Regions from separate parts of the Mus musculus genome. Here regions 1, 2, 4 and 5 are each linked to region 3. Evidence: chromatin contacts called from public ChIA-PET, Hi-C and promoter capture Hi-C data. All regions are on one chromosome and are shown on one strand. The core of a region is the stretch at or near the end of the contact, and the rest is flanking DNA. Distances in the headings are between cores, read along the strand shown. Region 1 holds the start of Pigl (phosphatidylinositol glycan anchor biosynthesis, class L). Region 2 overlaps Ncor1 (nuclear receptor co-repressor 1). Region 3 holds the start of Ulk2 (unc-51 like kinase 2). Region 4 holds the start of Cenpv (centromere protein V). Region 5 holds the start of Aldh3a2 (aldehyde dehydrogenase family 3, subfamily A2).

What was found. Promoter capture Hi-C pulls out the DNA fragments that hold promoters and counts their contacts. Hi-C and Micro-C count contacts between places; a contact is called where the count stands out from the background. ChIA-PET counts read pairs in DNA pulled down with a chosen protein or histone mark.
Region 1: a contact with region 3 is called in an RNA polymerase II ChIA-PET map of memory CD8 T cells, with 24 read pairs. The contact joins the promoter of Pigl here to the promoter of Ulk2 in region 3. A contact is called at or near these places in 10 of 39 promoter capture datasets (the C10 cell line, cranial neural crest, erythroid cells and 6 more), 1 of 484 Hi-C or Micro-C datasets (embryonic stem cells), 5 of 115 datasets of contacts at active chromatin or transcription factors (astrocytes, bone marrow-derived macrophages, effector CD8 T cells and 2 more) and 2 of 9 other capture datasets (adipose tissue and liver).
Region 2: a promoter capture Hi-C map of liver shows a contact between it and region 3, with 4 times the contacts expected there. The contact joins the enhancer-like site here to the promoter of Ulk2 in region 3. A contact is called at or near these places in 10 of 39 promoter capture datasets (the 3T3-L1 cell line, the C10 cell line, the HPC-7 cell line and 5 more), 2 of 115 datasets of contacts at active chromatin or transcription factors (both in bone marrow-derived macrophages) and 1 of 9 other capture datasets (adipose tissue).
Region 4: a contact with region 3 is called in a promoter capture Hi-C map of hippocampal neurons, with 2.9 times the contacts expected there. The contact joins the promoter of Cenpv here to the promoter of Ulk2 in region 3. A contact is called at or near these places in 7 of 39 promoter capture datasets (the C10 cell line, the SN4741 cell line, cranial neural crest and 3 more) and 5 of 115 datasets of contacts at active chromatin or transcription factors (the 230-238 cell line, astrocytes, forebrain and 2 more).
Region 5: a contact with region 3 is called in a Hi-C map of CD8 T cells, with 3 times the contacts expected there. The contact joins the promoter of Aldh3a2 here to the promoter of Ulk2 in region 3. A contact is called at or near these places in 3 of 39 promoter capture datasets (cranial neural crest, liver and pre-B cells), 1 of 484 Hi-C or Micro-C datasets (CD8 T cells) and 1 of 115 datasets of contacts at active chromatin or transcription factors (memory CD8 T cells).

What each region holds. Positions count from the first base shown.
Region 1 is chr11:62,457,028-62,459,727 of GRCm38.p6, forward strand. It overlaps Pigl (phosphatidylinositol glycan anchor biosynthesis, class L), which reads left to right and starts at 1,414. Exons shown (of 7, transcript NM_001039536.4): 1 at 1,414-1,667. The coding sequence starts at 1,433. It also overlaps a transcript of Ncor1 not described here.
Region 2 is chr11:62,408,526-62,411,225 of GRCm38.p6, forward strand. It overlaps Ncor1 (nuclear receptor co-repressor 1), which reads right to left. Exons shown (of 45, transcript NM_001252313.1): 5 at 2,295-2,408. Among named protein-coding and RNA genes, the nearest start is that of Ncor1, 29 kb to the right of the region's middle. Within about 2 kb of position 1,331, at least 6 of the 459 cell types and tissues checked have an H3K27ac peak or open chromatin away from gene starts, as enhancers often do. A contact at or near this core is called in liver, where this site is marked.
Region 3 is chr11:61,853,758-61,856,466 of GRCm38.p6, forward strand. It overlaps Ulk2 (unc-51 like kinase 2), which reads right to left and starts at 1,335. Exons shown (of 27, transcript NM_013881.4): 1 at 730-1,335. The coding sequence starts at 819.
Region 4 is chr11:62,537,958-62,540,657 of GRCm38.p6, forward strand. It overlaps Cenpv (centromere protein V), which reads right to left and starts at 1,304. Exons shown (of 5, transcript NM_028448.1): 1 at 899-1,304. The coding sequence starts at 1,248.
Region 5 is chr11:61,265,751-61,268,450 of GRCm38.p6, forward strand. It overlaps Aldh3a2 (aldehyde dehydrogenase family 3, subfamily A2), which reads right to left and starts at 1,436. Exons shown (of 10, transcript NM_007437.5): 1 at 1,104-1,436. The coding sequence starts at 1,256.

The DNA.
Region 1 (2,700 bases), core at 164-2,663, 600 kb after region 3:
CCTGCGTCCTCCGCGACGCCCCTGGCCTGGCTGATCCGAAGCTGGCGCCCTGGGAGCCCGAGGAAGCTCCCGGGCGAGCAGGGCCCGGAGGCCGGGGCTGCAGGCGCCGAGCCTACTCACCGGGAGCTGGCGGAGTGAGAGCCGGCGCGCCCCACGGCCGGACGACCGGGGCGCGGCCCCGGCGCGCGGCCCTCCGCCCGGCCCTCGCTCGGCAGCGCGGCGAGCTGGGCGCTCACTCCAGCCGCCGCCGCCGCAGCTTCGCCACCTTAGCCGCCATCTTGCCTCAACCCCACTCCCTCCCCCTCAGGCCGGGCGGCCGCGCTGAGGCGGCTCAGACTTGGGCTCCTCCTCCTTCCGGAGGGTTGGGGAGACGACTCCCTCCCCGGGAGAACGGAGTGCGGCTCTTACCTCGGCCTCGCTTCCTGGGTCGCGGACGCCGCGCCGGTTCTTTTCAAGTTGTCCCTCGCACTCATGCCCGCCCCGGCAGCGCTGCCTCCGGCCCGACCCGCCGCCGCCGTGGCAGCCATCGCGTCCTCGGCCTGGAGCGTCCCCGCGAGCCTGCCACTCCCGCGCGCCCGGGGCCTTCCCCTCAGGCGTGGGAAAGGACCGGGAGCCCGGCGCGAGGTTAGCCTTGCGACCCCTGCGCGCCGCCAAAGCGGCTACCCCGTCCCCTCGCCGCCAAAGAGAAACCTCAGCCCACGTGGCTGGGACGCACGTTAATTTCACACCGAGTGTTCCTCGGCATGGCGGGCGAGGCCTCCTCCACGGCGTGGCTCCTTAATCTCTGCCTCTTAAGAAAACTTAAGGGGCCTGCCGACCTCACCCTTCGAGTGAAATGACATTTCCTCTTAGCCGCTTACTTTTTCCTCTTGCAAAGCCGCCATCTGAGAAAGAACAAACGGTGACCCGCTTCGGAAAAACTTTTATTCCGGATAACGGGCTGTTTTATACAAAGTTTGAAGTCATAAAACGAGTTGAAAGGAGAATGCTGACGTTTGTTTTAGAATGCTTCCCTTTTGGCCGGCGTGCTGACACGCCTGAAATCCCAGCTCAGGAGGCAAAGGAATGGGAATCATTGCAAACTCGCATGGTCTGCATATAGTGAGTTTAGGGGAACACGCAGAGAGAGACGCGATCTCAAAATAACTCTAAAAATGCTTCCTTCCTTTTAAGCACACTGAACGGTAAGAAAGACACTTAAGACCGCAAAGTGCGGCTGAGCTCTGAAACTGGAGCAGATAGAGGATTCCGCCACCGAGGAGACGGGGCAGTATGGGTGGAAGTTTCCACGCTAGACCACGAATCTTGGTCTCCAGCCGCCGCCGCACTCTGACCCACGGAACGCAGTTTCAGCCGGTTCCGTTTTCCCGCAGGGAACCCGAGTCCACCCGCAGCCTGCCTTCCTGCGCAGGCGCAGTGCCACTTACCCGGCATGGAATTGGTGGGTTTCTTGTGTGTGGCCGTGGCTGTCCTGACTTGGGGCTTCCTCCGGGTTTGGAACTCAGCGGAACGAATGAGGTCTCCGGAGCAGGCGGGCCTGCCGGGAGCCGGAAGCCGGGCCCTTGTAGTGATCGCGCACCCGGACGATGAAGCCATGTTCTTTGCTCCCACCATGCTAGGCTTGGCACGCCTGGAGCAGCAGGTGTCCCTGCTCTGCTTCTCCTCAGGTAGGAGACTGTAGGAGGGTCGCTGGGTTAGGGAACTAACCGATCTTAGTTAACTTCTTCCGGAAAGGTTTTCTGTCGTAGGTAGCTACTTTCTCTGTGCTGGTCAGTCTGGGGACAGAAACAGCCGACTTCCCAGATAGGTTAGGGAACCCCGAGCGAATTCCATCCTAGCCAAATCGAGGAGCAGAAAAGTGGTTGTTCATCATTGGTTCCGTTCAGTACCTTCATGTTCCTTTGGGAACTGCGACTGTACTGGATGTTTTGGGTTTTTTATAAAGACAGTCTCACTGTAATCTAGCATCCCAGGCGTGAGCCGCTGTGCCTGACCTGTTATCCTGAGGAACCGTCTATTTGCAAAAGGATCAAATAAAATCATGCACCAGACAATTTGAGCTGTATGGTGTCTGCTCAGCCCACCAACTTTCTTTCCTAATAATAGCAAAAGACCTTCCTGCTGCTTTGAAACCCATTTTCTGCTACAAAGATTCATGTGTCAAATTGGGAGATTTTTTGTTTAACTTCAGACAAATAGAAATACATTTATAGATAATTTTAGAGTTCATCTGTACCCAGCTATTATTAAAAGAATTCTTCAAAAATGAGACTTGAATAATGATACAGACAAAAACAAACGAGAAAACCAGGATACCCTAAATATGGTGATGACTGGACAATGTGAAGTGTATACATACAGTGGGTGAATTTTATAGCAAAGTATACCTCAATAAAGCTGATTTTCAAAATTGCTCAGGACCTTTTTTCCCATGTGGTTGTTGTGTTGTTCTCTTTTGGGGGGCCAGGGGTGTTTTTGTTGTTGTTGTTTTGTTTTTTTGTTTTTCTAAACAGGGTTTCTCTGTATAGCCCTGGCTGTCCTAGAACTCACTCTGTAGACCAGGCTGGCCGAGAACTCAGAAATCTCCCTGCCTCTGCCTCACAAGTGCTGGGATTAAAGGCATGCGCCACCACTGCCCAGCTTCTTCGGGTGTTTGGTTGGTTTGGTTTGGTTTGGTTTGGTTTGGTTTGGTTTTTCGAG
Region 2 (2,700 bases), core at 81-2,580, 550 kb after region 3:
ACCTGGCTATAATGTTAGTCCTTAACCTAAGACCTCTCTTATCTTAATTACCTACAACTCATTCACTGACCCATTCTTTAGGAAGGGCTAATAAGAACAATAGTCTCTAATTTCTTGCTATTAACTATTATTCTATGACTTTTTCTACAAGCCTTCTTACTATTGTTTGTTCACATTTCATACCTTAAGTCTCTTAAGCCTGTTCCATTTTTTTTCCTGGCCTAAAATATTGTCGAAAATCTGATGACAATCTAATTCTTTTGCCTATGTAAGTCTTCATAGGGTTGCCTCACTCTCTTTAAACTGTTATAGTGATGCTAGGGCCAACCAAGGTCTTGAACATGCTAGGAACAGTGTTGGATGCCTCTTGGATTTCTGGGAGTACGAAAGGATATTAAAAAGCCAGCTGAGACTGAGAAAGTGAATTGGGTTAGCAGAGTGAGAAGAGAAGGCAATTGGTGTAGAAGATATTGTTAGAGGACAGCTGAGCCAGAAGCAGCTAAGCTGAGCAGAGAGGCCAGGACAGCTGTCATCATTTGGACCTGCTAGCGTGGGGACTGGGAGAAGAACTGTTTAAGCAGACTGAGGGAAGAATGGGTGGGAGAAACATTTGAAGGGGCTGGCCTGAAAACTGGGAGGAGGGTTGGCAGGGACTTAAGAGAACTAGTTTCTGTTCTAAAATAGCTAGACATTTTACAGCACACCTCATCTAACAGTTGCTTTGTGTATGAACAATATACTTTCAGATCTGGCTGCTATGCTTGTGACAATCTGTTTAAAACATATTGACTCTGATAAATCAACTTAGAACAAAGAAAATGAATTTAGACAATAGTCCTGATTCTGACATTATGATTGCTATTAGCTATGTCTTCCGTAATACTTAACTCTACTGTATGTTCTAGCTTAAGGACATCTGGAAGTTCATTGCAAAGCTTCTCTGCTGCAAAGTTCTCTTTATAGTGAAGTGAGAAGTTTCCCTTCTACTCCGAGGTTATTGATCAAAACCCAACACTGTCATCACAGACACAACTCACAGAACCATGTCCTGGATGGCCTAATTGGTCAAAATTTCCAAATTTAGAGAATAAAACAAGAAATTGTTTTATTAAAAATGAAAAAGCAAAATCCACCTAAAGGTCAAAGTCCACACTGAACTTTTTTAAGGTCAGCCATAACCCAGTTATTAACTCTCAGGCTAATAATGAAATTCTTTCCCTCATCCAAAGGTCATTTGTACTGAAATGTGACCAATTAGGCTTTGATATTAAATGCACCATAAGCAAATATTAGCAAGCATGCAGGGAAGGCATAGTGCCACACCTCTTTGTTCCTGGCATAAGAGGCACAGGCAAGCAGAAGTCTGTGAGTTTTAAGCCAACCTGGTCCACACAGGCTAGCCAGGACTACAAAGGGAGACCCTGATTTGAAACAAAAAACAAAACAAAAAATTTGCAAACAAGCATAACGATACATAACACTCAGGAGGCAAAGGCAAGAGGTTGCTTCAACTAAAAGGCTAGCGGAGTCTACACAGCCAAGTATAGAGGCCCATGCCATCTAGGACTACATGGTAACTGCCTGTCACAAAGAAAGAAAGGAAAGGAAAGGAAAGGAAAGGAAAGGAAAGGAAAAAGGAAAGGAAAGGAAAAAGGAAAGGAAAGGAAAAAGGAAAGGAAAGGAAAGGAAAGGAAAGGAAAGGAAAAAGGAAAAAGGAAAGGAAAGGAAAAAGGAAAGGAAAGGAAAAAGGAAAGGAAAGGAAAAAGGAGAGGAAAGGAAAAAGGAGAGGAAAGGAAAAAGGAGAGGAGAGGAGAGGAGAGGAGAGGAGAGGAGAGGAGAGGAGAGGAGAGGAGGAAGGGAGGGAAGAAAACAGGTACAGGATGGCTGTTTTATATTATGTACTGTTCAGTTTACATAGCAGTATGTATATGATAGAATTAGATGATAAAATTCTAACCAGTGAGTAATATTTATATAATATATAAGGCAAAACAACTCACATTTTAATATGATTAGAATAGAATATACTGGAGCTGGTGAGATGGCTCAGCGGTTAAGAGCACTGACTGCTCTTCCAAAGGTCCTGAGTTCAAATCCCAGCAACCACATGGTGGCTCACAACCATCCGTAACAAAATCTGATGCCCTCTTCTGGAGTGTCTGAAGACAGCTACAGTGTATACACATTTAATAAATAAATAATCTTTTTAAAAATGTATTTAAAAAAAGAATATACTGGAAAACAAAGTCAAACAGGTTTAAAGGCCTATGTTGTCAGAGGAAATGTAAACTTACCCGATTCTCATCATAAATAATTTGGACAATACTACGGTGTTTTTGTTCCACAGGAGGAGGGGACACAGGCTTCTCTGGTTCAGGGGGCTTAGCTGCTTCTTCTTCTAGCTGTTGCTAAGAGATCCAGAAAAAAAAATGTTAGACATCTGCTGCAGATCACTACTCACTAGCCAGAGAGAACACAGGCGACTGTGTACTTCATGTTGCTTCTACAGGATAAGCATTTACTCTACAAGGGTCTCAAGGATCCAAGAGCACAAAAGAAAATAACCAGATCCATTTTAATAACTAAACATCACAAATCATACTAAACTAGATAGATGTAAAACCAAAAGAGAAAACCTTGAATATTTTAATTTTGATAAAGAGAAACATTAAAGACAAATTAAGTTTAAGGAAAGAACCT
Region 3 (2,709 bases), core at 85-2,584:
CACTCTTGAAACAAACAGAATAACCAAAGCTTTTTTTTTTTTTTTTAATTACTTCCAGTCTCAATGTGCCTTCTCAAATTCTTTAGATTCTATAACCTCGTGTGACCTATTTGCGAAACAGTGGCTTGGAAAAAACAAAGAAACAACAAAAAAAAAAACCCAAACAACTGAGGTTTGAACTTGCATCTACGTTGTATTATTAGGTTAGGGTCCAACTACCTTTGTCACTTATTTCCTCTAACTCAAAAAGGGGAGGGATACTACAAAGCTCCCCCAGACACAGAGGAACGTGATAGTCTGAGAAAGCTTCAGACTAACGGGAAACGCGCCCGTTTTCCGCTGGGTGTGCAATTATCCACGGTAAAGGTGACAAGCTCCGGAAAGCCCGGGGCAGGGAGAAGGGACAAAGGTCCACCGACCCATAGTATGGACAAGCACATTACACTGTGCAAACACTGGAGTCCTAGTCGCTTCGGGACCAGTGGCTTCTCTGAGCAGCAAGTCCCCGGGCGCACCTCGGTTACCCAGCACACTGTCAGGGAAGAACATCAGTGGCTCTGCGCCCGTCGGTAGGTGGAGCTCAGCCTAGCGGCTCTGGCCTCCAAAACAAACCCTGCGACAGTGACAGCAAGCACAAAGGCAGGCAGGCCCGGGGAGCCCTGCCCAGCGGCCAGGACCGGGGCGCTGGCTCCCCAGTTTCGCACCAGACAACGGGCCGGCGGCGCTCACCTGGCGGTGCCGCCCCCGGAAGACCACAGCGAAGGCCCCGTGTCCCACGAGGTCCCGCTTGCAGTACTCGAAGTCGCCCACCACCTCCATGGCCGCGCCCCCGGGACATAGAGCGCTAGGGTGGGCAGGCGTGGCGGAGAACCGGGATCAGCACCGCGGGCCCGAGGGCCCCAAGCACGCCCGCGGGCGGCGGGACAGGGGCAGCCACGGCCCCGGGCCCGGATGGACACTCATGCCGAGAGGCCGGAGCGGAAACGGGACGGGCCGCCGCGCGGAGCCGGGGTCAGCGAGGCCTGGGCCCGGTCGCTTCTCATGGCCCGGGCCGCCGTCGGCCGCGGGGCTCTAGCCAAGCGGCCTGGGCACTGCCCGGCCGAGGGCACCGCCGCCGTCACTGGGCGTACCCGGAGCTACCCGCGCGCCTGACAGCGGTGCAGGGCCGGGGCCGCGCCATCCCCGCAGGTGCGGCTGCCTCCGCTTGTTGCGCCCGCGGCGCTGCTGTGTAGCGGCCGCCGCCCTGGAACCCGCACAGCCGCGGTGGCGGCTTCTGCCTGCTTCGCGGGAGCGCCCAACGCACGCGCGCGCGCCGGCCGCTCCGCGCCGACTACCGGCCCTGTGCGACGTCAGCGCGTCTTGTAGGACGATGCGCCCCAGTCCTGCTCCCTCCGCCGAGAAAAGGAGTGCGCACCCCGGGACGCGGCGCCAGGCACCGGGGCGAGTCTGCAGTCACTGGAGCGAGTTGGCGAGCAGGGGTGTGGGGAGGAGGCCGCGGCTGCTTAGGAACGGGCGGCGGGCTCGGCTCCGCTCGGCTCGGCGCCCGCGGCTAGCTAGAGCCCGCCACGCCCTGACCTGAAGCCACCCTCTAAGAGGCGGATCTTGAACTCCGGCCCCGGGAGTCGCTGAGGCGGTGCAGACACTGGAGACAAAAACTCCGGGAGCTGCCTTTCAAATCCAGACCGCAAACTGCTAGACAACCCACCTAAGGGATAGGGTCTGACTGGAACCTGCGCCTTCTGGGGGTCTCTAGACTTCTGAGGGAGGCTCAGAACCTCCTTTCTAAGGAGGCGCTTCATCACACCAGTCAACTACCAGTTTGCCTCGGGCTTTTTTTTTTCCTCGGATTGTTTAGGTGAAAAATGATAGTCAACTTTTGCTCAAGAAAGCATTACAAAGCCATGGTAAACAATATGTGTGACCCCATACCTAAGTGTGTGTTCAGGTTTGGGGATGTTGCTGTCAATTTCATCGCCTGCCCCTGAAACAACTCCTCTCACCTCTCTCACTTCTCTCACCTCTCCCTCTCTGTCTCTGTCTCTCTCTCCTCTCTTCTTCCTCCTCCTCCCCTCCCCCCTCTGATTTTACTTTTATGTGTATGGGTGTTTTGCCTGCATATATGTGCACCACGAGTGCACCTAGTGCCTGCAGAGGCCAGACCAGGGTGTCGATCTGAAACTGCAATTACAGATAGCTATGAGCCACAATGTAGGTACTAGGAATCAAACCTGAGTCCTCTGGAAGACTAGCCAGTGCTCTTAACCACTGAGCCGTATCTCCAGCCAGCCCTCTGGAACTCATCTTGACAAACAGGTAGAAGCCCTAAAAACCTTCAGCTTTGAGACAGGTCAGGAATCTGAAAGCAATGTCTCTAGTCCATTTTCTTTTCCTAAAAAAAGAATACCACAGACTCAGTAAGTCCATTTTCCATTGCTAGAACAAAATGCCCCAGGCTTGGCACCTTATAAAGAAATGAGATTTATGCAGCTCACAGTTTTGGAGGCTGACACCCCAAACAGCAAAGCACCAGCTCTGACAAGGAGCTCATGAAAAAAGGCTTCACAAGGGACTATGGGACAGAAAGAGATCACAGGGCAAAGAAACCAGAGACTGAGAAGGGACCAGTGTTACGACTGTATAACAACTCACTTTTGAAAGAACCCGTATCACAGTCTCTCAATTCAACTTACTTCTTGCCACACGGAGGAC
Region 4 (2,700 bases), core at 54-2,553, 680 kb after region 3:
ACTCCGTGTTATATTTCATTTTTTTTAAGTTTTAACTGATTTTTGTTTTAATGTTTTAAAGCATTCAATTTATAGCCCAAGGGGATAAAATTGAATAAACGAAACAGATAGAAAGCTAACTAAATACTCCAGTTCTTAGAGGATCCACCAAAACCAAGAGAACTAATTCTGGGACAAAGACAAAAGAGCATCTTGTTGTTATGAAAAGTAGTTCAGGTTGTTAAACAATTGTTGGGTTAACGTTAGTTTTCTTTGTCTTTTATTGTTCTTTTTAATTCATCTGCGAGTGAGGGCTATAAGACAAGGGTACTGGGTTTTTCTCGGAGCACAATGGGTAAAGGAGGAAGGGGTTCACATTACATTTGCCAAAGAGCAGGCATCTGGCCAGAGTAGTCATCAGCTCTTTTCCCCAATAACGGACCTCAGATCTGCTCCTTAGGCCACCAAAGAAGCTGGAAGCACTTCAGAAGCACAGACTGGGGGAGCTGCCAGCCCGGACCGGGGATGAGAACATAACACCTTAACTCCCCATTCCCCCTGCAAGCGCCCGTCCTGGACAACGCTTTGCGCGCCTTTCCCTCCGAGATCAATAACCGCACCCTGCACCCTCCCTCCGGGGAACTGATTAGAACAACCGGCCTTCGCTCCTCGGGTCACTAAATTCTCCACTTCGACCTTTCCTCCCGCCCACTCCCCGAAAGCACGTGCAAAAACGGGTAAAACGGTCTTGGTAGCTGGCAAGCCGGGGGATGTCTGTTTTTTCACCCTGAGGGGCCCTTCCGCGCACTCAGCCCGACACCGTCCGGAGCAGCCCGCCAACGGCTCAGCACTCAGCCCTCGGGTCCCGCCGCCCGTGCGCACCTCGCGTGTGCCGGCCCGCCGCCCCCGACACACTCACAAGGTGTCCAGCAGCAGCTTGGCGGCGCCCTCGAAGCTGAGCCGTTGCCGCTTCTGGAACGTCTCCCAGCGCTCCCGCTGCTCCCCCAGGTCGAGCGCCGACACCGAGGCGGCGGGGGTGACCGCCGGCGGTGGCTCCTCGGCGGCCGCCTCCTGGGCCCGCGGCGGTGGCTTGGGCCGCGGCTTTGCCGACGGCTGCGGACCGACCGCCCCGCCCCCGCCCCCGGCCCCGGCCCTAGTCCTGCTCCGGGAGCGCTGCGCGCGGCTTTCGCCGCCGCTCAAGCCCCCGGTGGCCCCCGAGCGCCGCTGCTCCCGCGGGCCGGTGGCCACGGCACTGCGAGTCCGCCGCATGTCTCCCTCAGCCGGGCTCGCAGGCCTCTCGGCTCTGCGCGCTCCCGCCGGCCGATGCGCGTCCCCGCCTCCGACAACCTGAAGGCCCCGGGGGTGGTGCGCGGCGCTCCGGAACACGCGAGCTAGGGACCCAACTAAGAGACCCTGGCCGTGGGGCCGGCCGAGCGCTGAGGGTCTAACGAGACCGCGCCTGCACCTGCGCTTGCAGGTAGCGGTGCCCGTTTGATCAGCGAAGGAGCTTCCAGCCTCCACTGACTCCAACCACACATTTCTAACTGGGGACCTGGGTCAGGCCTCAGTTCATAAATTCACGGCCACATCAGAGCTGGCACGCTTGGGTGACTTCGTGGTTTCCAAGGTGGTAACACTACCAACTTGGCAGAGGCCATCATGTACCTAATGTGAGCTAACGTAGTATGTAAATTGTCGGATATCTGCTACTGGAAGCATAAATGACAGCTGGAGTCAGTTTGATCAATGGTCAACAGGTTTTTTGGTGGTTTTGCAGAACTGAGAATAGGACCCACAGCTTTGAGAAAGCACTCTTGCACTGAGCCACATTCCCAGCCCTAGATTTTGTTTTCAATTTTAAGTAAATGGATCCAGGATTACATTCCATTCATAAGCTTTTGCAGAATACCGTATTGACGTTTAAAGACAAAAATCCCAAGAACCATCCACTGCGGTATCCCAGATAGTCTCCAAACCCTTTCAGTTGTTCTCACACTTTTAAAGAAACGTTTTCTTTTACTCGTTTTTGGTGCATTTTTCATTTTTCAACTTAGTTCTGTTTTTGTTGATTTTATTACAATATAGAGTCCATTTATTATCTTTAATGATGAAAATATGGGTTTTCCCAAATACAGCTTGATTAATTCATAAATCCTCATTAAGTTTTAACACAAAGTTCTCAATAATTGAAACTTCCTAGATGCATAATTTGTTTTGGTGTTTCCTTTGTGCCCGTATCTTAAATGTACAGATTTGCATGCACCAATTCAGATGTGGCATATCCTAGCCACATCTAGACTATCTCCAAAAAGCAAGCAGAAGTGACCACTGTTTTGTTTTGGCTTTTTCTCACTGTGACTTACTTTCGCCTGTTTTGTGTATTTAGAGACAAGGTCTAACCGTGTAGCCCTGGCTGGCCTGGAACTCACGAATAAGGCTCAGGTTTATCTTAGCTCACTGTGATCTGCCTGCCTCCACCTCCTGATACACATTACAGTTTTAAAAATCTTTATTCAGGAGGAGAGCGAAGTATGCGGGTGCATGGGGAGCAGAAGACAGTCTACACCATGAGTTCTCTTCTTGCACCAAACAAGCTGTCTGGTGACAGGCACCTTTACTTGGCTGCCGGGCTTGTTTGAGTCAGGGCTTCATTCTTTAGCCTAGTCTAGTCCTAGACTCACTAAGTAGCTAAGGCTGGCTTCAAACCTGTACCTATTCTCC
Region 5 (2,700 bases), core at 186-2,685, 590 kb before region 3:
TCCCTTTCAGCATCACCTCCCGATTAATAACAGCCTCCCGAAGTCACGATGTAGGTACCGTGGCAACTTTGCTTTTGAGCAGCATCTTGATACTTCATCCTTAACGCACTGGTTTATAACCAGAGTCACACCTGCATATGTTCTACTTTGGAGCCAGATTTTAAATTCTGGACTTAATATATTTTCTTCAGGAACGCTATGTATGAACAAACATACACAAACTATCTGATGTTTGAGGAGTGGATGATTCACAGAGTTTTAATATTCACTATCCTATCTTGTTTACTAATTACCACAGCCCCTCTTTACCAGAAGTACTCTGAAGGAAGGTTTCTAGATTCTACTACAACTACTGTTACCACTTTTTGAAGCAGTCTTTGATTGAAAATCTGAAAATAGAGGTCTTACCATGCCTGGAATACAGATAGAAAGTAAAAGGGAGAAATAATATTACTAGAGAGTACAACAGACCATAGTTGTACCTTGAACACTACTTAAAACCTTGGTACTCAAAGCTTGCTTCTAAACAGGCCATATGTTATCACCTGGGCCCTCATTAGAAATCTCAGACACAGTCTCACGAGGACTAAGTCAGGATTTGTATTTTATCAGGTCCCCAGGGTGATTGTCTGTATACTGGAGGTCAATCATGTATATGATTAATGTCACACAAAGTCATATGGGGAATTTCAGTGCTGAAGATTATAGGAAATAAAAAGAACTGTCAACAAAAAGAAACCATTCTTTTAACGTCATGAAATAAAGACAGGGAGTGAAATAGCTGAAACCTACCAAGCAGACAAACTACTGAGATCCAGCCTATCCAGAGTTAACTGCACATTGTAAGGAAAGAGACTATGAACGCAGCAGAAATGGGCAAGGCTATACAGAGCGTTCGCAGACGAGAAATTGCCGGCGCCAAGTAAAGTATGCACTTCAATATGAGTGCAAATACAACAGTTTGGGCTCTAAGCGGGGCTGGAGAGTCCAGAGTCCAGGGTACTCTGCTTCCTCTTAACTGCTGGATAAACAAAACCAAACAACCTGCTACAGAGAAGGAATAAGGTGGCTCATCGGGCCCCTCCCACCCTGTGGAGGCTCACTTTGCTCAGGTCTGCCGCGATGGCTGCTAAGATTTCCTTCTCGCGCTCTTGCACCATCCTCCGCAGGGCCTCAAGCTGCTGCAATCGGAAGCGCAGCGGCCGAGATCGGCCGGACCGGAACGCCTGGCGAAGCCGTAGGACCTGGCGCTCCATGGCCGGGCCTGAGGAGAACGCGGAGCGAGGCAGGTGAGGGAGCACAGTACCAGTAAGGAGCTGCTATGGATGATGCCACAGCTCACTGCCACTTTCCGCTGCTGGGTCCTATCCGCCTACTGGCCTAGACCCGGCCCGGGTGTGGGCCAAACCCCAGCACTTCCCTGCTAACGACAAAGTGCGCACTCATTGGCTGAGCTGCTGCACGTGACTATGAGGCCCCGCCCCTTACCTCTAATCTAGCCGCGGGATTGCGGTCCCCGGGCGCCGGGTGTGTAGGTGCAATTTTTGGCACGCGAAGACGCGGAAGAAGTCCTTCTGGCTTCAGAAAAGAGCCAAGCGTCCTCTAGGAGGAGGAACTGAGGCCCGAGGGTGCTCACCCGGCCGGAAGTAGTCTCCCTTCGCCTGCAGTGCCTCAGATTCAGAGGCAAAGTCGCTGGGCCTGGGTAGGGCGGGCCTGGGTGGGGCGGGCCGGGTGACGCACGCGAAGGAGGTGAATCCAGTGTATACACACACACACACACACACACACACAAGCATTGTCATCGCCCACACTGATTTTCAATCCTCTCTACTGCGTACCATCCAAGGTTTTTTCCCAAATTTCCTCTCCAGGCTAATTAGCAATGGTTGACTTTCGTACCCATCTGGGGCTGCTCAGCGACGGCGGTCACTTTGTGTTGTCCTTCCCATCTTCTGGAAACATTTCCGCTTCCCTTCCTTGGCGTTCCCTAGGTTTTCCATCTCTGGATTTCTCCCTTTTCTGACCCATTAAAGTATTCAAATGTCTGGGACTAAGTTCTCTCCGCGCAGTCACTCATCTAATTCTACCAGTAGAGAGCAGAGAAGGCTCTCACCCAATCTTTCCTTGGACTCCCAAGGACACATTTAAATGCTAATCTCTATTTACACTTATAATGGACTTCTTATAGTTAATTTCATTAGAACTTTTTATTATTCTTCAGCAAACAACTCATACTTCCTACAGTGTTCCCTGTCTCTTTGACTTGATCTTCAAAATATATGTTGAGCCCAATAATGAGTGGTTCAAACCATACTACATATCTACTATATATAGCAATAGCACTCTAATAGGCTGCTTGCTTGATTGGTTGGCGACTATGAATCTGTTACTTCTTAGCTCTGTACTTACCGTTTTACACTCTGTAGTTCAGGAGCCCAGAGTAGGTTCTCCTCCCTCCTTGGCCTCCCAGGAAGTTCTGCCAGAGGAAGAAAGTAAGGAAGGAAGGAAGGACAGACTACCAGGACACTAAAGATTTCTGTTTCCCCATGGACTCAGTAGTGTGGCAGGTGCTGGCATTTCTATCGTGGAAGGAGAGTCAGTATATTCCTGCCTCTAGGAATTTCTTGGACAAGGTGGCTCCTAGTCCTAGAGGATGACAGTCACAGTGTCTCCAAATGGCACAGAAGTGGGCAGTACTGC